7 separate regions of the Mus musculus genome follow, and regions 1, 2, 3, 5, 6 and 7 are each linked to region 4. A link is a contact called in public ChIA-PET, HiCAR-type and HiChIP or PLAC-seq data. All regions are on one chromosome and are shown on one strand. The core of a region is the stretch at or near the end of the contact, and the rest is flanking DNA. Distances in the headings are between cores, read along the strand shown. Region 1 overlaps Rbms1 (RNA binding motif, single stranded interacting protein 1). Region 2 has its middle 47 kb from the start of Gm33436. Region 3 holds the start of Dpp4 (dipeptidylpeptidase 4). Region 4 holds the start of Tank (TRAF family member-associated Nf-kappa B activator). Region 5 overlaps Gm13561 (a long non-coding RNA gene). Region 6 overlaps Dpp4 (dipeptidylpeptidase 4). Region 7 overlaps Dpp4 (dipeptidylpeptidase 4).

Evidence for each region. ChIA-PET counts read pairs in DNA pulled down with a chosen protein or histone mark. HiCAR-type assays count read pairs that join an accessible place to other places. HiChIP or PLAC-seq counts read pairs in DNA pulled down with a chosen protein or histone mark.
Region 1: a contact with region 4 is called in a HiCAR-type map of astrocytes, with 2.9 times the contacts expected there. The contact joins the enhancer-like site here to the promoter of Tank in region 4. A contact is called at or near these places in 2 of 39 promoter capture datasets (the 3T3-L1 cell line and liver), 2 of 115 datasets of contacts at active chromatin or transcription factors (astrocytes and embryonic stem cells) and 1 of 9 other capture datasets (macrophages).
Region 2: a contact with region 4 is called in an H3K27ac HiChIP or PLAC-seq map of acute myeloid leukemia, with 6 times the contacts expected there. The contact joins the enhancer-like site here to the promoter of Tank in region 4. A contact is called at or near these places in 4 of 39 promoter capture datasets (the 3T3-L1 cell line, cranial neural crest, hippocampal neurons and 1 more), 8 of 115 datasets of contacts at active chromatin or transcription factors (the 230-238 cell line, acute myeloid leukemia, bone marrow-derived macrophages and 5 more) and 1 of 9 other capture datasets (liver).
Region 3: an RNA polymerase II ChIA-PET map of memory CD8 T cells shows a contact between it and region 4, with 35 read pairs. The contact joins the promoter of Dpp4 here to the promoter of Tank in region 4. A contact is called at or near these places in 9 of 39 promoter capture datasets (the C10 cell line, the HPC-7 cell line, cranial neural crest and 5 more), 2 of 484 Hi-C or Micro-C datasets (B cells and embryonic stem cells), 6 of 115 datasets of contacts at active chromatin or transcription factors (the 230-238 cell line, T-cell acute lymphoblastic leukemia, embryonic stem cells and 2 more) and 1 of 9 other capture datasets (embryonic stem cells).
Region 5: an H3K4me3 HiChIP or PLAC-seq map of the 230-238 cell line shows a contact between it and region 4, with 16 times the contacts expected there. The contact joins the enhancer-like site here to the promoter of Tank in region 4. A contact is called at or near these places in 5 of 39 promoter capture datasets (the C10 cell line, the HPC-7 cell line, hippocampal neurons and 2 more), 1 of 484 Hi-C or Micro-C datasets (pre-B cells), 5 of 115 datasets of contacts at active chromatin or transcription factors (the 230-238 cell line, extraembryonic endoderm stem cells, large pre-B cells and 2 more) and 1 of 9 other capture datasets (adipose tissue).
Region 6: a contact with region 4 is called in an H3K4me3 HiChIP or PLAC-seq map of the 230-238 cell line, with 4 times the contacts expected there. The contact joins the enhancer-like site here to the promoter of Tank in region 4. A contact is called at or near these places in 2 of 39 promoter capture datasets (hippocampal neurons and pre-B cells) and 5 of 115 datasets of contacts at active chromatin or transcription factors (the 230-238 cell line, embryonic stem cells, large pre-B cells and 1 more).
Region 7: a contact with region 4 is called in an H3K27ac HiChIP or PLAC-seq map of thymic regulatory T cells, with 7 times the contacts expected there. The contact joins the enhancer-like site here to the promoter of Tank in region 4. A contact is called at or near these places in 8 of 39 promoter capture datasets (the C10 cell line, the HPC-7 cell line, embryonic stem cells and 4 more), 1 of 484 Hi-C or Micro-C datasets (CD8 T cells), 6 of 115 datasets of contacts at active chromatin or transcription factors (the 230-238 cell line, effector CD8 T cells, large pre-B cells and 3 more) and 2 of 9 other capture datasets (embryonic stem cells and liver).

Annotation. Positions count from the first base shown.
Region 1 is chr2:60,787,028-60,790,275 of GRCm38.p6, reverse strand. All of the region lies in intron 4 of Rbms1 (RNA binding motif, single stranded interacting protein 1), which reads left to right. Among named protein-coding and RNA genes, the nearest start is that of Rbms1, 93 kb to the left of the region's middle. RefSeq lists an enhancer at 2,713-3,248. Within about 2 kb of position 1,960, at least 38 of the 459 cell types and tissues checked have an H3K27ac peak or open chromatin away from gene starts, as enhancers often do. A contact at or near this core is called in astrocytes, where this site is marked.
Region 2 is chr2:60,737,976-60,741,252 of GRCm38.p6, reverse strand. No RefSeq gene overlaps it. Among named protein-coding and RNA genes, the nearest start is that of Gm33436, 47 kb to the right of the region's middle. Within about 2 kb of position 1,627, at least 31 of the 459 cell types and tissues checked have an H3K27ac peak or open chromatin away from gene starts, as enhancers often do. A contact at or near this core is called in acute myeloid leukemia, where this site is marked.
Region 3 is chr2:62,410,873-62,414,050 of GRCm38.p6, reverse strand. It overlaps Dpp4 (dipeptidylpeptidase 4), which reads left to right and starts at 1,820. Exons shown (of 26, transcript NM_010074.3): 1 at 1,820-2,265; 2 at 2,752-2,836. The coding sequence starts at 2,260.
Region 4 is chr2:61,591,705-61,595,139 of GRCm38.p6, reverse strand. It overlaps Tank (TRAF family member-associated Nf-kappa B activator), which reads right to left and starts at 2,043. Exons shown (of 8, transcript NM_001164072.1): 1 at 1,932-2,043.
Region 5 is chr2:62,458,587-62,461,825 of GRCm38.p6, reverse strand. Gm13561 (a long non-coding RNA gene) reads right to left here. Exons shown (of 4, transcript XR_001783319.2): 2 at 723-821; 3 at 403-470. Among named protein-coding and RNA genes, the nearest start is that of Gm13561, 5.1 kb to the right of the region's middle. Within about 2 kb of position 1,340, at least 80 of the 459 cell types and tissues checked have an H3K27ac peak or open chromatin away from gene starts, as enhancers often do. A contact at or near this core is called in the 230-238 cell line, the HPC-7 cell line, adipose tissue and 3 more, where this site is marked.
Region 6 is chr2:62,330,539-62,333,679 of GRCm38.p6, reverse strand. Dpp4 (dipeptidylpeptidase 4) reads left to right here. Exons shown (of 26, transcript NM_010074.3): 26 at 961-3,141. The coding sequence ends at 1,062. Among named protein-coding and RNA genes, the nearest start is that of Dpp4, 80 kb to the left of the region's middle. Within about 2 kb of position 1,614, at least 33 of the 459 cell types and tissues checked have an H3K27ac peak or open chromatin away from gene starts, as enhancers often do. A contact at or near this core is called in the 230-238 cell line and pro-B cells, where this site is marked.
Region 7 is chr2:62,389,651-62,392,972 of GRCm38.p6, reverse strand. All of the region lies in intron 2 of Dpp4 (dipeptidylpeptidase 4), which reads left to right. Among named protein-coding and RNA genes, the nearest start is that of Dpp4, 21 kb to the left of the region's middle. Within about 2 kb of position 1,667, at least 111 of the 459 cell types and tissues checked have an H3K27ac peak or open chromatin away from gene starts, as enhancers often do. A contact at or near this core is called in the 230-238 cell line, CD8 T cells, the HPC-7 cell line and 6 more, where this site is marked.

The DNA of each region.
Region 1 (3,248 bases), core at 711-3,210, 800 kb after region 4:
CAAAAGAGCAGTCGTTTTCTATTACCAGGCTTTATGAAGTGCAGAGGAAAATAACTGAGTACTATCCTTGGTTACTTCTGAGTAGCAGCAGGTGCTCACTCCCTGAGGAGTGCAGGAGAGAAGGCTTCTGGAAGCTTCAGGACAGTAAGGAAGACATATATCACCTGCAGGGACCTGAGAGGTAAGGTAGCTGCTCAAAGTTCTACAGCTGCCAACATAGAGGTACTTTGGATACAACCATCAGCACAGATAAAGTTTTAGGAATTCATAAAAGGGATTCCTTTTCTAAAGTAATCTTTTCCATATAATCCTCAGGGCGTGGCCCTAAGATGGCCTATGGGTATTCTTCACCTCCAGAGTAGAAATTTAGGAAAATAGAAACGGAAAGTAGAAGGCATCCTGGTCGTCAGACGATGGCCTCATCCTCTGAGCAATGTCCAGTTTGATGCTGAAAACGAGGATAGAGTAAGCAAGTGTGATGACAGGGATCCTGCTCTGCTTTCTGATTTGTAGCACATTTACTCTGGCCCTGCAGTCAGTACGTGACTAGACATGGACAAGCAGACCTTACCCAGAAAACCACAATGCTGCCCTTCCCTCTCCATCCTGAGTCACTCTGCAAATCTCCCCCTTTCTCTTTAGATGATATCCAGGACACAGTTCCCATGGCTTCTGCAGTTACTCCCATTTCAGAAAGTCCTGTCCCTTGATTTTTCACACCATAAAACCTAGCATCTCTTTCAGTATGTTTACAGCCATTCCTCTGTATTCATGTTGCCCAGCCTCATTCGATGTGATATTTAAATAAGGGTCTATTAGGGGGAAAGCCTTACTGTGTTCAGAAGCAGTGTAATGTGGGGGCATACATAGACATACCACAAACTGCCCAGAGCCCTACAAGTCCATGAGTGTTGGCTGCTGCTGGCTCTAAGGGAAAGGGCAACACAGCCTCCATTGCAATTAGTTGCTGGCAACTTTGCCGACAGTTTGGTGATCTGGAAGCAGCATTGTGAAGGTTTCCATCCCAACAATCATTAATTATATGCATCTATAGTCCGACATGTGATGAATGGGCTTAGTTTCATTGTAGCTCAATCTAATTACATTTTAGAAGATTGGTTGAGGGGGGGGGGGTTGTCATTAGTGTATAATGTATTATAATCTTTCTTACTAAAATAACGCAAAAATATTTTAACATTTGATTAACATTTTGGAGCTAAATACCTGATTTTCAAAAAGAGATTATTAATATATGATGTATAGTGCTTATAATTTAAATATATACGCTTATTTCACAGAAATCCTGAGTATCAAGCCACAATGGTGAAGTTTCCCTTCCCGCGTTTATGTGTTTCTACCCAGTCTCTCTCAGCTCCTTAGCTGTGTTTTTTAAACCCCTTCATAGTTGGGAAGGTTTATTGGCCTGTCACTAACCTAGTCTGGTTAGTCTGGTGTTGACTTCTTTCCTGGGTAGTAACACATTGATGCTCTTTCTCATACAGTACTCTTGGGAGTTTTTCTGAGCTCTCTACCTAATCTACTATCCACCCCCGAAGCTAACCATCAGCCTTGCTCTGATGAACTCTCTCCCTGCCTCCTAGGCAGCCTTCCACAGGGAATCTAATTCACACTAGGATCACTCTGTGTGGCTGCTTCTTTGGGGTATTTGAGTGATCTTACACATAGCCCAGGGTGGCTTTCAATCCAAAATTCTTCCCCCTCTGGCTCATGAGTGCTAGGATTATTCAGTATATTGCCAAGCCAGCTTCCAGTGAGTCCTAGCTTCCATCTGCCTCTGCCAGCCATCGGGAAGAGAGTAATTACTTCCCAGCCATTCTGGTAGGCCCTTTCAATCAGCTTGCTCCTTTCCCATTGTTCGGCTTTTGAGTCACACATAGACCCATTGTATACAGCAAGCTGGTGGGATTCAGATCAAGCTTTGTGTAGGTCCACTGACAGCCCTGTTGCTTGGCTGGTAACAAGAGGGTAGCAGACCACATGTGGAGGCTCAGAACATGGCTGCGTTTCTCTCCAAGTGAATGGCATTCTCAGCTTCTGTTTCTTTTAGACAGAGAAGAGCGGGATGCGCACATCCTAATCCAATTCACAGCCAGATTCTTGCAGGCTTTCTCTAGGTTGTCTGGTTTCTTCCTGTGGATCCTGGGAGCACCAACACGCATTGTTGAAACTGAGTTAGGAAGGAGCCTGTTTTATCCACAATGCCAAGGCCTTTATAGGGTAGTCCCCTACATACATTCTAGCACCTAAGTAGCATAGTATTTTAAATAATCTCTGGAAGAAATCATTACCATTCGCTTATTCAAAAGAGGATTGAGTGTGGGTTGACAATCTAGGTCATATCAGTGATGCACTTTGAATGCCAGCCCCACTCAAGGACTGCACAGCTTTATTCTGTGAGCTAGCTGAGGGACGTGTTTCCCCATCATCTGTGAGGAAGGCCAGTGCACAGGTTCAGGGATGCTTGCTGTGTGCCATCGTTCTGCAGCATATAGATTTCAGTACCTGGTTTCTTCTTTTTCCTTTATTTTTAAGGTTACAAATTAACGTCTTAATGCCAGCAGCTCTCTTGTTCTTCTAACCATCACATCGTGGGTTTGAGTATCCGGACTTGATTCTCTTAGGCTGATGCAGTCAAGGATTGCCTTGAGTATGTCTTTTGGGGAGAGGGATTTTTTATGAAGGAAGTTTAAGTCTGGCTGTGTGGTTGTGTTATCAGGGACCAGTCACTCTCCATTCTGTTCTTGCGAATGAGTTGGGGATGCTGCAGGGTATTAAAAGGCCACACAGTTAAAGGCTTTCCCTCTTGTGTGATTTGAAGCAGTGACACAGGGGTGGGGTGGCAGAGATGAGATGTTGCTGATAACACTGGGTTCTGGGGTAGGCAGGTGTATGAGGAGCCCATAGACACACAGCTGTAAACTGACAACACTGAGGTAGCTGATTCTCTTAACTCCACAGCCTTGCTCAGTACTGCCATGTGGTGGCCATGAAGTGCTTGCTCTTATTGATTTTAAAAATAGCTAATTAAGAGAAAAGTTTTATTCCAAGGTTGGACAGAGACTGGGAACTCGGACGGAAATGCTTAGAAGTTCTGTGTGGAGCAGTACCTGGATGAAGCCTCACAGACAGAAACGGCCCCGGGCCTCCTGGAAAGCCTCGGTGTGGGAAACATGGTTTAAATGTGTGTCTTCTTCTCAAAAGACCCAGATTGGAAGCCAGCTGTGGTG
Region 2 (3,277 bases), core at 378-2,877, 850 kb after region 4:
CCATCTACTTAAGTTCTGGTCATCCAGAATTGCCAGCCAAAGGAGTTTGAATGATCTAAAAAAAAAAAAAAAAAACAACAACAACAACAACAACAACCATGAGGGATTTGTATTGTATTGTAGCTTAGTGATTCCTGCTCCCCCAGGTAGAACTGAGAGGCTATACCTTGAAACACACACACACACCAAACAAGCAAGCAAGCAAAGCCACAGAACTCATAGTCTATTTCTATTCGGGTTCTTCATTATGGAGCCGGATTTGTGACTTCTGGGATGTTGCTTGTGATCCTCAGCCTATGGTCAGGGTGTTGCAGAGTCATGCAGCACATGCTTGGCTAAGAAGGATGAACAGGGAACACTCTAGAAGCTATGCTCCAAAAGAAAGATTTAAAAACTGCCTAACCCATAGGAGGCACATTTTCCCCTGACCTTCCTCTGATTCTCCTCAGAGTTGGTGCTACCTGCCATATTCACACTATAGAGCCCACAGAGCCAATCACCCCACACAGAGCATTCTGTTCCCCCGCTTTCTATGTCTATACCTCATAACACTTCTAAATGCCTTGTAAGTTCAGCCATGTTGGCCCACGATGCTTCATCTTCAACTTGACTGAGACCCATTCAGAGCATTTGTTTGAGTGCGTATTATAAATGTTAACACACTCTGCATGTGAGCATCCCACAGGCTACATTGAAAGGACCGAATGGGAGGGGAGAGGAATAAGGTGGCTGGACAGCCACACCCACGACTCTGCTTCACACCTGCTCCACACACCTCGGGCTTCTGCTACCGTGACTTTCCCACTGTGTTGGTAGTCAACCCTCAACCAGTGACCCAAATAAGCTTCTCCTTCAGTTGTTTTGGTCTCTACAAGAAAGGGAACTAATGCAGCCACCTTGTATGCTATGCGCATTATGTACTTCTACAAAGTACCTTTTTCTCTGCATCCCAGAAGGCTGACTTTCACAGCGCCATCAGACAACCAGACTGCCTCTGGTCTTCCATTTGAGTAGAAGAAAGAGAATGATCCGTTAAGATACAATTGTTCAGGCTCCCTCCCTGTAGACCACAGATTAGAGGTGTCCCTGTCAGGGACTAAACTATACCTCACCCCATTCCTATGCTGAATTTAATAGCCAGAACCTCAGAATATGGCTGCAGCAGGAAATAGGACCTAATCACCGGTGCCTGAGAATGTGATCGCGAGCAGAAACAGAATCCCTAGTGTCTCAGAACATTGCTGCATCCAAAAGCGTACTTAGCCCCCGCTATTTCAGGATGTTATGACATCCGGAGATAGGCAAGTGAGTGAGAATAAAATCAATAGGCGTGGCCATCCTGTAAGGTAGCCAGAGGCCATATAATACTGGGAAATGTGGGCCCAGAGACAGAGCACAGTGGGAGACTGCACAAAGGCACAGGGTAAAGACAATATTGAAAGAATCCTCAGAAGAAACCAACCTGCCTGAGCCTTGATCTGCAGAACTTCAGGAAAGTAAGTCTCTCCATTACTTAAGCCATCATGCTTTGGAAATCCAAATGGCTAAGACAGTAACTGTAACCACGGCCACATCTACTGGCCATAGTTTCCTCATGCATTGTGGGCTCTTCCCTTTTCCCCTTCAGATTTGAGGAGGGCCGCAGGCTCCCTGTTGTTTCCTGTCAGTGTTGGTTTCTCTGAACTGGGCCCAGCCTTGGCAGTTGCATTTATTCAAGTGACGTCACTTACCACATCTGGTGTTACTTGCAGGGACACAGACATTCATTTTGATCCTTTTACAAGCTGCCTATGCTGTCCCTAAATGTGAGTTCCCTGACAAAAGAAAACAGACCAGCCCACCAGGGAAGCACCACATCCCCATATTACTGAGTAAAACCCTTCAGACTTTTTGAATCTGTGATATTTTTAGAATATACAACCAAGCACTTAGTTCTGCAGAAACAGAGGTTCTGCCCCAGGAATGATGACATTATACCTGCAGTGAAAAATAAAATGGAGAAAACGGTTAGAAGAAGGCTATCTTGCTTGTCTATTTATTTATATAGAACTGGGTGTTGAACCCACAGCCTTGGGCATGCTAGGCTAGCACTTTGCCACTGTTCTATATTCTCACGCCTCAAAGGGAAGGATAGAAAATTGTTTTTTCTTCACCACTGTGCACATTTGTTTCTGAAACAATGGTACCTCTATTAGTTAGCTCTTTGGTTACTGTGTGATGGTTCCTGTTAATTGTCAATTCATCAGACTCTAGACTTCCCTGGGAGATCAGTCTCCAGGCACACCTGCGAGAGATTATCTAGATTAAAGTTAGCCTCTGAGAATGTCTGAGGGATTATCTTGATTATGTTCATTGATGTGGGAAGACCCTTCTTAATTGTAGGTGGGATCATTTCCTAAGCAGGGGATCCTAGACTGTAAGTGGAAAAAGGAAACTGGGTAGTAAACACACATTCAACTTTTTGCTTCTTGACTGCAGACTCAAGCCCCAGCCACTGTGGTAGACTGTAACATGGAATTGTCGGCCAAGATACTCAGGAAATGGACTCAGATGGGGACCAAATACCTCAGAGTAGTAGTTTGAGGAGTAAAGATTTATTTAGGCTCTGTGGTGGTTTGAATATGCTTAGCCCAAGGAGTGGCACTATTTGAAGGTGTGGCCTTGTTGGAGTAGGTGTGGCCTTTTTGGAGGTAGATTGTCACTGTAGGTGTGAGCTTTAAGACCCTTATCCTAGGGCTAGAGAGATTCTCAGTGGTTAAGAGCACTGATTGCTTTTCCAAAGGTCCTGAGTTCAAATCCCAGCAAGCACATGATGGCTCACAACCATCTGTAATGAGATCTGATGCCCTCTTCTGGTGTGTCTGAAGACAGCTACAGTGTACTTGTATATAATAAATAAATACATCTTTAAGGGGAAAAAAAGACCCTTGTCCTAGCTGCCTGTAAGACAAGTCTTTCGAAGTCTTAGTTCCTCCTGCACCATGCCTGCCTGGATGCTACTACCATGCTCCCACCTTGATGATAATGGACAGAACCTCTGAACCTGTAACCTGTTGCCTTCATCATGGTGTCTGTTCATAGCAGTAAAACCCTAAGGCAGGCTCCCTGATTCAGCATCCTTAGCTCATAGGCTTTTAGTGCTATTGTTACTGACCCAAGATAAAACTGAAGAATCTTATGTTATGCAAAAGGCAGAGAGAAGCAGTAATAAATAAGAAGGAGCCAGGGCAAGGTGAAGCCCAGAGACATCTCCAGGGAGCTTTCTGAACCCAGCCTG
Region 3 (3,178 bases), core at 571-3,070, 820 kb before region 4:
AAGGTCTTGGCTATTTGTTATTATAATTAATTATGACAAAACTCGGGGACCTCCTTGACAGTGGTTATGATGACAAATGGCTGCTCTCTTTTTGAATTTCAGCAACTACCTTGCTCCCAGGTTGTAAACGAGGGTAAAGGCACAACCACGAGACCGCAAGTCCATCAGTTTACTAGAGCTACTGTGACTAGTTACCACAAGCTGGGTGGTTAAACAAAAATAGTGATTTGCTCCCTAGTTCTGGAACCTAGGAGTGTGAACTCAAGGCATCCTCCACAAAAGGTTCCTTCTGAGGACTGTGAGAAAAAAAAAATACCTGTGCTCGGCCTCCTTGGCTTGTAAGAGCCCACTTCACCCCTCTGTCTTTTATGCCATTTTTCCCTCTGTGTATGTCTCTGCTTCACCATTTTATAATGATAGGAATCACATTGGGTTCAATAGTCATAACTTAACATCCAGGGGGACCTATCTCCAAATGAGAAGATCTGGGAGTTAGAGCCTTAAATATATATTCTTGTTTAGAAGATTCACTTTAAGAGATATCATCAACTAACTACCCAAATGAGTTCTCTACAACGAACAAAGTTTAACCTAATCATCAAATGATGAAGTTGGCAGACGCAAACACATTGGACTTTAAGATGGAAATGGCATGTGTTTGTGGAAGAGACAAGCCTCACCAGATCCCACTAGGCAAACATGGGCACAGATTCAGAGAACCTGGATTCTGCCGTGCCTTCTCCCACTGTGGTAATGTCTCTCCCTCAACACTTTCAGTGGCTTTATGGAGAGTCCCCTCTAACCAAAGAACAGTGGAAGGTGAAGCATCATTCTTTAGCAAAGGAAGATGACAGCTCCTGTGGGGGAGCTGCTATATCAAAGCCCTGCTCAGGAACTCTCCCTAAGGAACAGAACATTCTGTGTGGGGACAGAAATGATTGGTTAGAGCATCTATGCCAACTCAAGTGGTAGCTAATATATTGACTAGCCGACTCATTAGGGATTTATTTAAAACACCATCAAAAGGCGGGTACAATGAAAACTCGCAAAATGTGCAGAGCGTGGGAAAATAACTGTGTATACAAGGAAGAATTAATCCCAGAGAACAAGATGATCCGTTCTGTAGATGCATCCAATGACCCTTGGTGCAGGCTTCCAGGTTAAGGCCATGGCTGGTGTGGTTATTACTTTTGTTGAGAGCCGGAATGGCTGACAGCAATGGACAGTGATGAGCCTTCTGATACTGTTCGCTATAGGTCTTTTAGACTGCGCTCTTCAGCTCTGGCTCAAGGCTCCACTGAGTCTTGACTCAACTTCTTCAGGTGTAGGAGAGGGAGGTAGAAACAGACACTTGGGATACATAATTAAGAGGACGTGTGTGTGTGTGTGTGTGTGTGTGTGTGTGTGTGTGTGTGTGTGTGTGTGTGCAAGCGCATGTGCATGCGCCTTAGTCTATTTATAAAGAAATATACTTCCTCAAATTGTGGAGACATGAAAGACTAAGGTCCAGTGGCTTCAGTATTAACTCCATAGCATCGTGGCTGAGTGAGTTCATGGAATGACTTGATGTTGTTGTGCATAATCTTCCTCCCTATAAAATAACACAGTAATCGAGTAGAACAATGCTTAAAGTAACTTCCCACTTAAGAAGCGGTAGGGTTACTTTTTTGCGGGGGGAGGGACTCCGGCAAAGCAAGTGAACATTCCCCAGGGAGGATTAATACAGATATCCAACCTGAAGTGTCATTCAAAAGGGAACAATCACCTTTTCTCTTTCTTTGCCAGCCAGATAACATGGGACACCCAACCCCTTCTCTCAGACTGACAGACCTCTCAGGGAAGGGGACAAGAGAACTGGCAGCTAGTTTCTGCAGTGAGCCGTGAATCTGCCAAACTCCATGCCTGCTTGAACCTCAGCTGCCTCGATTATCCACGCAAGGGAGCAACAGTTAAACCTCAATGTGCAATGTCTCTTTTAGCAAAGGGGGTTCGCTGTTCCCCTTATCCCTCACTCATGGGGGCCCTGCGTGCTACTTCCTGGCTCGCCTAGTGGTCCTACCGCGCTGGGTCGGCTGCCCCGCGCTCACACTGTGCACCGAAGCCCGCCTTGCGCTAACTAATGTTTAACTCAGGCCGAAACTTGGCGGCGAGCTCAGGGTGACTGCGTGCAGAGCAGCCGCGCAGGACGTCCGTCTCTGCGCGCAGTGACTTCTGCCTGCGCTCAAGCTTCAGAGTTCAGTTTCAAGGAGCCGCCCGACCATGAAGGTGAGTGCACCCCGCGTCGCACCTCCCTGGACCAGAGGGTCGGGTTGTGGGTGGTGTTTAGACAGATTCTCTCCAAACTGCCCCAGTTTTCCTGGAGGCAACCAGGAGCTGCCATTAGGCGGAAGCCACGGGGCCACCCTCACAGGTGAAGGCACGTCCGTCCCGGGAACTGGCTTAGATCTCTGGCGTGTCCTACTGGGACCCAGGCACTGAGCCTTGGAAGTCGGGGACGGTCACCCGTGGAACGCACGCGGCACTCTCATTTGGCATCAGACGGGTGGGTGGGAGGAGAGAAGCCAACAAGATCATAAGATCATGCTCAGGGCCAAAATTCAAGGGCTTCTGCCTGAGTGAACGCCAAACCCCTCAGGTCTACTAGTGCACCTGCAAACTCCTCTGCCTCTGAAGGGGCCTAAGTCCCAACCCTCTTCGCAGAGAGGAACAAAGACTTCCCCTCTAATTGTTTGCAATCTGACCTGCTTGCAGACACCGTGGAAGGTTCTTCTGGGACTGCTTGGTGTCGCTGCGCTTGTCACCATCATCACCGTGCCAATAGTTCTGCTGAGCAAAGGTAGAACCTTGCAACATCTTAAAAAGAGAGGGTGGTTGGAGACGGGGTCAGGCGGCTCTCAAAGCGAGCTCAGTTTATTGGGGGGCCTTGACCCCTGTGCTGGGTTATGGCTGAAGAGACTGGTAAGTGTCTCTAAATGTATTTGCTGCTTCTGGGGGCTCCAGTGTTTAGGCCTTGAGGCTTCCTCGTTTTGTTGTGTATAACAAATACACACTTCCTGACACTGGGAAAGAGGCGCGGCTTCTTTTTATTAAATTCAACGGAAAGTATCTTAACCTCAAATTGATTTTAGAAGACTGTTGATTGTAGAGCTTCCAAGGAAATAAGGCAGCTTTTGAAGAC
Region 4 (3,435 bases), core at 794-3,293:
CAGACACCTTTACTTGCTAAGTCAACTTACTCACCTAACCCACTTGTACTTTTGTTTCTGATGCTATGATGAACACTATGACCAAAAGCAACTTGAGAATGAAGGGGTTCACTCCATCTTACAACTCATAGTTCAAAACCCATCACTGGGGGAAGTTGGAGCAGAAACTCAAGCAAGAAGCTGGAGCAAAAAACCACAGAAGGTTGATGCCTACTTCCCAGTTTTCTTCTCCCAGCTTGCTCATTCTTTCTTATAAAGTCTAGGCCCACCTGCCCAGGGATCATAGTACTCAGAGCTGGCTGGATCCTCCCATATCAACCAGCAATAAAAGAATACCTCACAGACAAGTTCACAGGCCATTCTGATAGAGACGATACCTCAAATGAAAATTCCTCTTCCTGGTATGTTTGTTTTTATTACGTTGAAAAAAAAAACCTATGATACCTAATTCATAATTATGTTTCTACAGTGTACAAGAATAACTTCAGATGTTTAAAATGAGTCAAGTATTAAAATGAAATAGCACAGGAAATTATCTCAATAATTTGCAAGAGGACAATAATCTTGGATACAAAACCTAGGCAAAGCCACATGACTAATAGTTCTTTACAGTATGTGGCACATAGCATGAAGGGTTACTATATCTGTATCTTCCTCCTGAGTTCTGGGATTAAAAGCATGAGCCACCATGCCTGGCAACAACTGTACCTTTAAGAAAGGAAAAGAAAGAAAGAAAGAAAGAAAGAAAGAAAGAAAGAAAGAAAGAAAGAAGAAAGGAAGGAAGGAAGAAAAAAAAAACGACATAAAAATCCAAACTTGGGAAAAGTGACCAACGCCAAGAGAAGAGGGTGTACAGAGTAAGCAATGATCTCATTTCCATAGGGGAGCAAAACAACGTGAGTAGGCGCCTTTAAGAGATGTGGAAGGCTTTGTCTTACATGATTGAAAACGCTTTAGCGGGGTGGTTTCATTTTCTCCTTTATCATTTGAGGGGTTCACGGCCCCTCTCAAAGGGGACAATATGGCTTTTCGCAAGAAGGTGGTGCTTGTCTTTCTGTTACTGGGCAAACGGCGGGGTGTTACTCCACCTCTCTTCACTTTCTAGCTTATCGTTTCTTCTTCATGTTAACTTCTCAAAAGTTTCTGCGAGAGAAAAAGACACCCAAGAAGGCTGCTTTGTACAGCCAGCCTAATAGTGAGAGAGCCTAAGTCCTCTGGGGGTACAGCGAGCATCTTCCCCCTTGATCGGATTTCAGGACAAGCATTGCTCTTTTTCTTCTCGTTTGTTTGCTTGCTTGCTTGTTTTTGGTGTATAACTCGTTGCCACTCAGTTTACACGACGGTGGAGACTCTACCTAATGACTGGGTGACCAGGGAAGGAGGATGGCTACTTCTGCTCTTTGAGCCTTGGCCACCCATTCTCTCCGGGACTCCTAGGGGGAAGTTACCCAACTTCTCATTGACAAGACTATGATGACACTCCACAGGAAAGCAGAGAAGGGAATTGTGCAACTCCCGGGATAGACACAAAGAGTCTATTAAGTGTTCGAGGGCATAACCGCCGGGGCGACCGGCTTCTGCGAAGTCGAGGACTCCGGGATCCCCGGCGCCCCAACACCGCAGGCCGTGCCGCGCTCGTTTCCAGCCCCGGGAAGCAGCGAGGAGAGCGGCAGTCACCCTGCCGCGACGGGTGGGGGACTGTCGTCGCGGAGCTGAGGTCACGGGCCGGGAAAGCCCCACAGGGTCAGCTCGGGGACAGGGACCCGCGCTTTCTCTCGCTCAAAATCGCGCTGTAAACTCGCTGGGGCCGCAGCTCTACTTCTCGGAGGAGACTTCGGTGCAGCGCAGCGCATCCCACACCCGCTCACACACCCCAGCCCTGCGTCCCCGGGCTCGGCCGACCCAGACTCCCTGTCTCCGCTTTTACTCACAGTGGAGGGTTCCGGCTGTGCTCGCTCACGCCACAGGTCGCCGGTGCCCGGCAGAATGACTGCAACCGGAAGTAGCTTTCCGTTCCAGTTCAGAGGGCAGCGACTGCGCTCTGAGTCATTAACGCTTCACCTTCCATCCTCAGGGCCAGCCCCGCCCCACGTCCCGCCTCTGCAGGAAAGCCCCGCCCACAAAGCCCCGCCCCGCCAAGCTCCTTGGAGGCCCGGGGCCATACAGGAAATAGCATCTGACAGTAAGAGAACCCTAAACATAAGTCATTTGTTTAAAGGTCACTTCAGTGTCTTAGCTAGAATTTTGAGCAAACAGTAAATAACTACTTCTAATATTACCTTATATGTAGGTTAGAGAACCACTCAGAAAAACTTGATATATTGTGAAATTCCTGTTTAGAGCAGGTAGGGGAAGGCCCAGGAAATTACAGTTTTCACCAGATCCTTATGCGAATATAATTGAGTTAAAGTCCACAACTTGAGAAATATTACATATACACTCGGTGTTTCCTCCCACTAGTAATACTTTCCAATGGATATACTTGCTAAAAAAAATTCAATTTCTAGTAAATTTCTCGGGGATTAAAAGTTTCTCATTATTTTATCCAGACATGCTTGAATGATAGCTGAGAGAGAAATTTCAGATGGACGCAGTGAGAAAAACATCTTTTCCGTGTTAGAACAAGAGAGTTGGGTTCTGGCTGCCCCATTTTCTCTTTAGTTCAAAGATTCAAACACTTGTCTGGTTCTAACCGTTAGCTTGAATATTTGGGGCAAATTTTAAAATTCAAACCATCGTTTAAAACTATTAAAAAACTTTCATCAGCTGCGGTTGCTCACAGAAAACCTAAGCAAGATCCAACCAATCAACCTGCTACCACAGTGGTGGGTGGGGTTCACAAGCCCATATGTCAAACCAGTATCTGTGAGGAGCTAAGGGCAGTGGGTGGACTTGAGGGGAGGAGGCCAGTTTTATTTAGGGTGTGTCTCATGCTTCAGTAGATGATACTATGTCTGAATTTATACAGGCAGCACAAACTGGACTTTGTGGTCACTTGGGGTGGGAGGTGGAGGTCATAAGGTTGGGAGAGGGGATGGATCTAGGAGGAGTTGAGGGGGATATGGTCAGAACATTGTGGGGCTGGAAAGATGGCTCAGAGGTTAAACACATGATTGCTCTTCCAGAAGACCCCCGTTTAATTCCCAGCACACACATGGCAGTTCACAACTGTCTGTAACTCTGGTTCCAGGGGATCCTATACCCTCACCCAGACATATATGCATTATAATATATTTCTAAAGGAAAAATAGAACAAACACATTATATGATTCTTTAAAAAATATTATAAAATATTACTCAAAATTTTAACAAGCAGAACTTCCCACCTATAACATTTAGATCAAGTAAACACTTTTTCCCACTAAGTCATCAAGTTAATTGTGACACAGCACTGCTCATATTAAAATAAAACAAAATGACTTGTTTTCTCTAGAG
Region 5 (3,239 bases), core at 91-2,590, 870 kb before region 4:
AAGAGCAGCATCAGTTAGGAATGAATTTGAGGCCAGCCTGGGCAACTTTAAGACCCTATCTCAAAAGGTAAGAAGATACCTAATGATGGAACTCAGGGAGAGAGCATTTGCCTAGTATGCCATTGAACCCTAATTTCTTTTTTATTTTTTTATTTTAGGTTTTCCTTTTTTTTTTTTTTTGATTTGTTGACCACTTTTATTATTTTTTTCTTTTATTGGATATTTTCTTTATTTACATTTCAAATGTTATTCCCTTTCCAGGTCTTCCCTCTACCCTATCCACCCTCCTCCTGCCTCTATAAGGGTGCTTTCCCATCCACCCACCCACTCCCACCTTCCCACCCTAGCACTCCCCTACACTGGGGCATCGAACCCCCTCAGCCCAAGGGCCTCTCATCTTACTGATGTCCAACAAGGCCATCTTCTGCCATATATGCGGCCAGAACCTTGGGTGGGTCCGTCCATGTGTACTGAAAGAGAAAAAACTGTAAGAATAAGCCAGCCAACCCCGCCCCCTCTGTCTCTCCCTTCCCTCCCCCCTCTACTCAACAGTAGACGATTTGGCCACGATTTGTCCAGCTGTGAAGAGGCGCCAGTCCTTGGTTTGTGGCCCCGGTCCGTCTTTAAACCTATCACCCCAACATCTGCTCCCACCCTTTGTCTCTGACCCAGATCCTCCTGCCTCTATATTATCTTCATTCTTGTGTCTATGCTGGGCTCACCTGGATAATTCAGTATTGTCTCCTCAACTCAAGTTTCCTCACCACAATTGCCAAATCCGTTTGAGTATATTCACTTCCTGGAGGTCAGGACACGCATTTCTGAGAAAGGAACCAACATAAATAAGAGGGATTCCCCCATGTAGCAGGTTGACAGTAAACAGCTTGAGATTTATTGCAGAACAAAATCTACTTGAGAAACAAAAAGGAAAGGTTGCAGTCTAAACAGCAAGGTGAGGGGGCTTCGCTGTCCATTGACAACTGATCTGGACATGAGCACAAGCGCAATTATCAGTTTTCCACAGGATGGTGGTACGGCAAAAATAAATAAATAAATAAATAAATTACAAAAAAATAATAGGATGGGGGAAATAAGTCTCCTGAAAATTAAAGGCATTGTGACTGTGTCGCTTAGGAGGGGAAACAGCATAGCTCTTAATAATTAGTTGCAAGGGTGTGAGAAGTGGGCCAGGGATAATTAGCAGGGGACGCTGATCATGTGCACATTCGCAGCGAGCTGACAAAAAGAGGAAGTGAGCCAAACTGCAGGGAGAAGCTGGGGCTTTTTAAAAGGGAAGTTCTTGACCATGAAGATCAGACTACCAAGAGAAGCTGTGTAATTTCCATCCTTAAAGAGCTTTAAAAATAGGATAAACAGCCATCTGCACAAGATGATTTATGCATTGACCTTCAGGAGGCGGGCCCGATCATCTCATGAAGTCCCTTCCAAGTGTGGGATTCTATGATTTAATCAGTATGTGATTTTTCTCAGCTCTACATTTTGCGAGATAACCAGCAGATGGGAGCCACAAATTCCCCAACATCATACCAAAATCATGGTTCCTCACACTGGTAGGGCCCAGGCAAGCTTGCCAAATTGGCATCCATTGAAAAAAAATCATTGAAGGACCCACCTCAAACATTTATTTATCTCCTTGTGGGTGTCTGGACCACCCATGTCCACAAAATAGAGATAATCTTTAGACCGATTGTGTGCATTCAGCTTTGACTTAAGTAAGAGTCACGTTGAAAAGGGGAGTCTCATTTTGAAACCTGAAACAACAGCTCTCATAAAACGGTGGTGGTGGTGGTGGTGGTGGGGGATTTACAAACTCCAGCTGAAGGAGAAACGAGGTCAATTAGACACAGCCCTTCCCAGGAAACGTTTTAGAGCAAACTTGAGCCTTACTTGTTTTCACTTAACAGACACGTCTCGTCAGTTCTTTGGGCATATATGTAGTGCTTACTATAGCCTAGGTTCAGTACAAAGCCACAGGGAGACAAATACCATCCATCCGTCAAAGAGCTTAGTCTCTTCCAAAGGAAGAGGCCATTTTTTTTTTTTTTTTTTTTTTTTTTGACGCAGAGTCAGCAAAGCAGTAACAGGATGCAGAATAATCGATGGGATGATGCCAAGAAAACGATCCAAGTCTGAGAGACCTAAGGGACTTGGACTTGTGTCTGAAGGTTAAAACGAAGCTGGGGAGGAAAGATAATAAAACGTTTTCTGGAGCACTCAGGATAGCCTGAAGAGTGGCTGGTAAACCCCACGAAGTGAAATTTGTATACAGCTAGTGCTTACGGTGTAGAGAGAAGGGTAAAAGGCCAGTTGGGGAGAAGGAAAGACCCAGAAGTGAGGGAAACCGAGAGGTCACGAGAGCTCTCACAGGTCATGCAAAAGAACTCAGACACAGCATAGAAGAAATATGGCTGCTGAGTGATAGAATACACTTCTGAACCAAAAGACAGAAAAGCATTTGCATACGATTCACCAAAATGAAGGGGTCACTAGGCAGGTGTTGAGACATCAAGGAGAACCCAATAAGGCTGAGCAGGGCAACAGCATCTAGTTAGGGTACTCTTCCTTCTCTTCTGATCACTGCTCCTTGGACTTCATCCCCCTGCCTCCCCTTGTTATTCAGACCCTTCAGGTGACCACCTGAAGCTTCTACATCTTAAGCTTCAGCCAATGACAAGCCAGGAATACACTGGTCCCATTATCTCACTGGCAGACCCCAAATTCCAGCGAAGGGGACTAACAATGGTCCACGGAGACTTTTTCGGGGAGAAGGCGTTCATTACAGCAGGGAACTATTGCTGCAGGCACCTTAGGGGCAGGGTGAACTTGTTCTCTGAACCGGAAGGGCTGCTTTGTAAGTTTTCTCCGTGTGAATGTAGGACCTTTGGTTTGTTTGATGGGGACGGATGCAGACAATCAGTGTGGCGATGGTCACAGATGTGTGTAGCTCCTACCTGGAGGCTGGGAGAAAAGATGGAGTCTCCAGTCGTTCCAGGAACTACTTGGCCACACTAGCAACAGCTGAGGGCAAGCGCCAAGCCTCCGGCACCTCAATCCAAAGAACAGGTTTCTCAAATTGTGTTCTTTATTCAGAACTTATAACGGCTGGCAGGTTCTGCTCCCATATATGAATTTTCAATCAGCGTGCTTTTATTCAAATTGTTCTTTTGTTTCATTGTGTTACTAAAAAAAAGTATGACAGGTTGGCATGCTTGTTTATG
Region 6 (3,141 bases), core at 365-2,864, 740 kb before region 4:
CATCAGACTTTATACATACATACATATATATATATATATATATATATATATATATATATATATATATATATATATATATGTGCATCTTGCACTAATAATACAATGCTATAAAACAACACAACTTTCTTAACTGTTTTGGCTAGAAAATAGTGTCCCTCCACTTCTGACACATAATTAGCTGTGTGCTCCGCTTCAATAGTGCCCACCTATGTAAGAGTGGATTTTTTATTTTGTACTGAGAAAACCTGCCATATATTTTGGACCAGATTCTCAGAAGAAGTTGAGGTTTGTTTTTTCCATGTTTAAAGCAAAGTTATATAATACTTGAGGCATGATTAAAATTAACTTATGTCTCAGGAATATGTACCTGCCTGACATAAATGTCAGATATACAGAGTTCTTAATTTCCAGTGTAAAATTTAAATGTTGGTAAATAAAACATTTGTCTTTTGGCTTCACTTATGTTACAGATATAAGACTTTAATATTAAAATTGATTTTTCCAGCCATTAGATGCTTATATTAGAAAATTGTCCTTAAAATCTATTTATTTTAATACATACTCAAGTGTAGAGAGATTTGGCCCTTGCTGGCACCTATTAAAATAGTATGCCTGCTGGTATAAACCTTCCCATTCAGAGTGTAGTTTTTAAGTGACCTTTGAGTCACATTTAAAGGTTGACTTGGGTATTTTAATTAGAATATACCCATGTTTAAAGTCTTCTGCGGTAAACACAAATGCATAGTGGATTTTCTCAGCACCCCCCAAAAAAGAGGACCAGTGATTTCTTCAGGACGGAACATGTCTTGAACAGCTCTGGTGGAGAACTAGACGCCCTCTCTGATCACACTTAGGCTTATAAACCATTCCCGTTGTTTTTACACCGTGCAAGAGCTCATTTGAATTTTCCCTTCTAAAGACCGAGGACCTCCTAATCCTGAGCGCTCTCTCTCTCTGCAGTGGTACACGGATGAAGACCACGGGATCGCTAGCAGCACAGCTCACCAGCACATCTATTCCCACATGAGCCATTTCCTCCAGCAGTGCTTCTCCTTACACTAGCACAGCATAGCTCTCCATAGCTTATTTAAGACCACATTTGTTCTCATTATCTCAAAAGTGCACTGTTAAGATGAAGATCTTAATAATGTTGCATTGAGACATTTCAGGCTGCTTTCTCCAGTTTTACACCTGCAATCCTAACTAAGGATGCCTGTCCCCAGAACAGATTACTACCTTAGAGCAATTTGGATTTTCCCCTCTGTTTTGTTTATCATTTAAAATCATTTCCACATCAGCTGCTGAAACAACAAATATAAATTATTTTTGCAAGAGCTATGCATAGATTTCCTGAGCAGAATTTCAATTTTTTTTTTCCTTACTAGACTGGTCCAAATCTCGTTTCCCTTATTTAAGTGGGTGACAAGATGTGGGTAATGATGTCATTAGGGCAGCAACAAGAGAAGAGGGAGCAGGGAGTATGGCTAGAAACCCAGGTCCAAGCATACAAACCAACCAGGCTACTGTCAGCTCGCCTCGAGAAGAGCTGTTCACTGCCAGACTGGCACAGTTTTCTGAGAAAGACTATTCAAACAGTCTCAGGAAATCATATATGCAAAGCACTGACTTCTAAGTAAAACCACAGCAGTTGAATAGACTCCAAAGAAATGCAAGGGACGCTGCCAGCAATGTAAGGGCCCCAGGTGCCAGTTATGGCTATAGGTGCTACAAAAACACAGCAAGGGTGATGGGAAAGCATTGTAAATGTGCTTTTGAAAATTACCGATGTCTCCTAGTGAAAAGAGGCAGCTTGGAACATATCGACTTGCCCTGTTAAAAGTTGAAAATATTTGTGTCACAAATTCTAACATGAAGGAATACTTGCATTAGTTTTTCCTACTTCATTTCTTTGAGCATTTTAATTAAAATATTTTAACTTCATTAGCTTTTTAATGGAAAATTAAATGAGAATGTTTTGTGTTATTATTTCTATTCTACACACTGGAACTTTGCCTGGTCATTTAGTAAATATGCTTCCATTTTTCAGAGGTAATGGGTTATGTCTTGAATCAAACTTACACCGCATTGACATATGGACACATTTGTTCAAAGGTTCTTGTTTAACTTGTTAGACATCCAAGACTGTCTTGTAAACATGGAAAGAGTTCAGCTTTTTTTTAAAAAAAATTAGATACATAAAACTGTTTAAACTTAAATGATTCATAGGGGTTTCTCTAATACCCCCTGAAATGTCTATTTTCACACTTATCACATAGCTTTGGAGAAATCAATTAACAATAATTTGGTCATTTAAATACTATGGAATTCATAATATAATTTAATCTAGGGGAGCATGTGAGGCTCACAGCATGGGACAGAACACTATCAGCAGAGTCGTTTTGGTTGACTTGTCTTTCCAGGGTTTTCTGTATTGTTTTGTCTCTGGTCTCTTCTTGTGGGGGGGTGATATAATAGAAAACATACATTCTGATATTGAACTTGACTTAGCAATGTTTGGATAACTTAGAAAATACTACGTTTTGTTTCAATTATTTATAACACAACTGCATTTTTAAAATGGACTTCACACATTTAAATGCAGTTTCAGACCAGAGTGCTAGATAAAATTATTCTGGACAGGTGAGCCACAGCATGAATTGCAAACGTGGCAGAAATGGAAACTACCTATCAAATAAGGGTGGGATTAGATATTCATGAGCTTGATGCCACTTCCCAGGCCCCCCCACGGATTCACTCCACCTTAAGTAAGTCTCAAGTCCTATTCTTCCATTGCAAGCACTGCTGGTAAGTAAGCCTGTAGGTTTCTGGCTATAATCCTATTTTAGAATACAGCACTTTCACCATGTGCAGCAGTATCCACCTGCAAAGTTCTAGATCAAGGGACAGAGGTGACATGTTCCTGTCAGTGTGAAAACATAAACAGAAATTACCCGTTGTGAATTCATCAATCTAAACCCCATTATATAATAATCTAGATTTTATTAATATATCTTATATGATGTATCACATAATATTTATATAATAGCCAAACCATGAATTTTGTGTTCCTTTTGTTTCTAAATATGTTGTTTCTGGAGCCTGAATTAATCAAATATCACAGCACACATTTTTCAGGCAATG
Region 7 (3,322 bases), core at 418-2,917, 800 kb before region 4:
CTCCCACCATTCTTAACATGATCACTTGGGATAATTTCAAAGAAGACTAAACCTTTCTCTGGAGTCCTACTCCTTGGACCCCCTCACTAACATTGGTTGTAGTGCTACATTCACAGAAAAGGTATGAAGCACATTTTGACAGTTGCTTCCACACAGTTCCAGGCTCTATCCATTATCCACTTCCAGTGTTGCTTAGCAACTCTTCACTTGTCCAATACCAATTTCTGGGCTGGCCATTTTATGCTGCTAGGACAAAATATCTAAGGCTGGGTAATTATAAGGGACAGGAAGTTATTTCTCATAGTTCTAGAACCTGGGAAAGCCAAGGTCAAGGAACCAGCTAGCTCAGCATTATGTAAGAGATTGCTTCCCTGATGACATCTTCTATCAGCAGCATCCTCACGTGGTGGTCCATGGTGGGGTACACTCATTGCCCCCACCCATTTCACAAGTTGCTAATCAATCCTGAGAATAGAACCTCCAGTACTTAATCACCTCTCTCCAAGCCTGCACCTCTTAAAACTACTGCAATGAGTTAGATCTGAACAATAGCAAGTTATTCAGTAGTTCCCCAAAGCCAAATGCAATAGGCAAGTCTGTGCTCACAACTAGGCCCTTGGCTTTCAGTGCCACCTGCGACTCCCTTCTTGTGTTTTGTGATTCGGCAGAGATAGGAAGTGGCTGTGTGATCCAGTCTCAGGGGCCATGAAGCCTGTCCGTTAATTGTTACTTCCTCCTTATTGAATATTTTTTCTTTGTCTGCCAAGACTGCTATTTTACAAAAGTGAATTCTGCAGTAACACCTGTTTTATTTCTTTGTACTCTTTGTAGAGACAAGAATTAGTGTGGAATGTTGACTGGTTGCCATATGGCATCCACAAACTACAACCAAATACCTCTTTTTCCTGTTTTTTTCTTAAACAACTTCATGCATTTGTGAGCCTTAAGAAACATATTTCTTTCTAGAAGTATTTCATTAGCTATTTAATTTCCAAAGCAGTTTATCTTTGGAAAGTAGAAATGTTATAAATCAGAGTTTAAGAGTTAAAACATTAATGATGAATGAACATATTTTTTATTGAAAAAATAGTTAACACACATGGTGACATTGGTCAAAATCAAGACTACTCTGGAAGACTGTAGTCTCTCTTATTTTGATTTTGTTATCCTGGGGTTACAATTGATTTATAAGTAATTCTGACCTTGAAGCTAGGATTCATTATACCATAGCCTTTGGTGAGACTTCATTACTAGGCTGAACCATTTTGAATGCTGCTCTTCTGATGTTTATGATTGACAAATGTCATTTTTACATGGCTCATCTTAGTTCTTTAAGCCAAGGAAATAAAGCAGAATACAGCTAATGTCTTCCCTAAGATTCTAAATTCAAGAGATTGCATTTGTTTATGAGCTGATGGGTACCACATGATCAACTGCTTTCCTTGGCTGGCACAAGGCTTTAAATCAATAAGTCAAGTGAACGGCGTGTCCCGGGTCGCACCACGAAAACCATAGCAGCAGCCAAGGACCTGCATCTGTTGCTGCAGCAGTGCCCTGTCAAGGAGCAAGAAGACGAGGAAGGAGAAACAGGAACATGAGCACGTCCTGTAAGAGTCGGAAGGGTGTACCTTGCCAGCAAACTGTGAAGCTGATAAAGGTCAAAACCTGGACTTGGCACTCGAATCTCACAGAACTCGCTTATCTAGATGTTTCCAAACTGTCTTCCAATGTGTCCTGCTCATCAAACGGCAAGATAAAAAACAAAACTAAAAAAAAAAAAAAAAAACCCAAAAACCAACCCACAGGGAGTAGTTGTTGTTCGACTTGCTCTAGTGTGGCCAGACTCTGGGACTGTTTGTGAACAGATAAAAAGTGGTTTGCATTCAGCTTCCTGAGCACCTAAGTGAACCTTACACAAGGCAGGGCTGGTGTAGGCCCTGCGGGTGTATACGCGCCGTGAGTCATCTTCCTTGATCTGCGTGTAGATCCCCAAGAATGTCATAAGCTGAAGGGAACCAGAGTGAGGCACAGATGAGGAGCTTAGAAAAGCTATGTGCTGATGTGAGAACAGGCTGAGCAGTGCCAGAGGGGTGCTAAGAGGGGCGCAGGAAGGGAATAATGGCCCACTGGATACTAGGTAATCCCAAGGAATCTGGACTCGATTATTAATTTTAATTAATTATCAATTAAAATTATCAGCTCCAAACTGTCTCTGTAACTCCTTCCATGGGTGTTTTGTTCCCAGTTCTAAAAAGGGGCAAAGTGTTTGTTAGGCTATGCTGGTGCCTGGCAAACACAGAAGTGGATGCTCACAGTCAGCTATTGGATTAAACAACGTCTGTGAGCTAACAAGGAGAATGTAGCAGTTTTATCTATGGAAGGAGAAGGTTCAAAAGTCGGATATTATCAGGTTAGCTCAAAAGGAACTACTGTTAAAAACTTCGTTGGAAAGGACAGTTTCTATAAGAGAATTACTTTCCCATGGGCTTTGAAAAGAGTAACACAAAGGGCAGCTTTTACTGGCCTGCTTGTGATGTGGCAGGTGCTGTGGTTAGGTGTTTCCATGCACATGAAAATGTTTGAGAGTGTGGAGAAAGATGTTAGGCTCTTTGTGATTTGTCTCTGGAGTGAAGTGAATGAATAACTTTACTTTGTGTAAAGGAATTTTTTTTTGTAATACTTATGTGATAACATCTTACATTAAGTAATAAAACCTCACAAGAGACAGCTATATCAGGGTCCTTTCAGAAAAATCTTGCTGGCGTATGCAATGGTGTCAGCATTTGGAGGCTGATTATGGGATGGATATCCGGGTGTGGCAGTCTCTAGATGGTCCATCCTTTTGTCTCAGCTCCAAACTTTGTCTCTGTAACTCCTTCCATGGGTGTTTTGTTTCCAATTCTAAGAAGGGGCAAAGTGTTTGTTAGGCTATGCTGGTGCCTGGCAAACACAGAAGTGGATGCTCACAGTCAGCTATTGGATGGAACACAGGGCCCCCAATGGAGGAGCTAGAGAAAGTACCCAAGGAGCTAAAGGGGTCTGCAACCCTATTGGTGGAACAACAATATGAACTAACCAGTACCCCGGAGCTCATGTCTCTAGCTGCATATGTATCAGAAGATGGCCTAGTCGGCCATCACTGGGAAGAGAGGCCCCTTGGTCTTGCAAACTTTATGTGCCCCAATACAGGGGAATGCCAGGGCCAAAAAGTGGGAGTGGGTGGGTAGGGGAGTGGGGGGGAGTATGGGGGGCTTTTGGGATAGCATTGGAAATGTAAATGAGGAAAATACCTAATAAAAAAATAAAAATAGAATGAAGATAC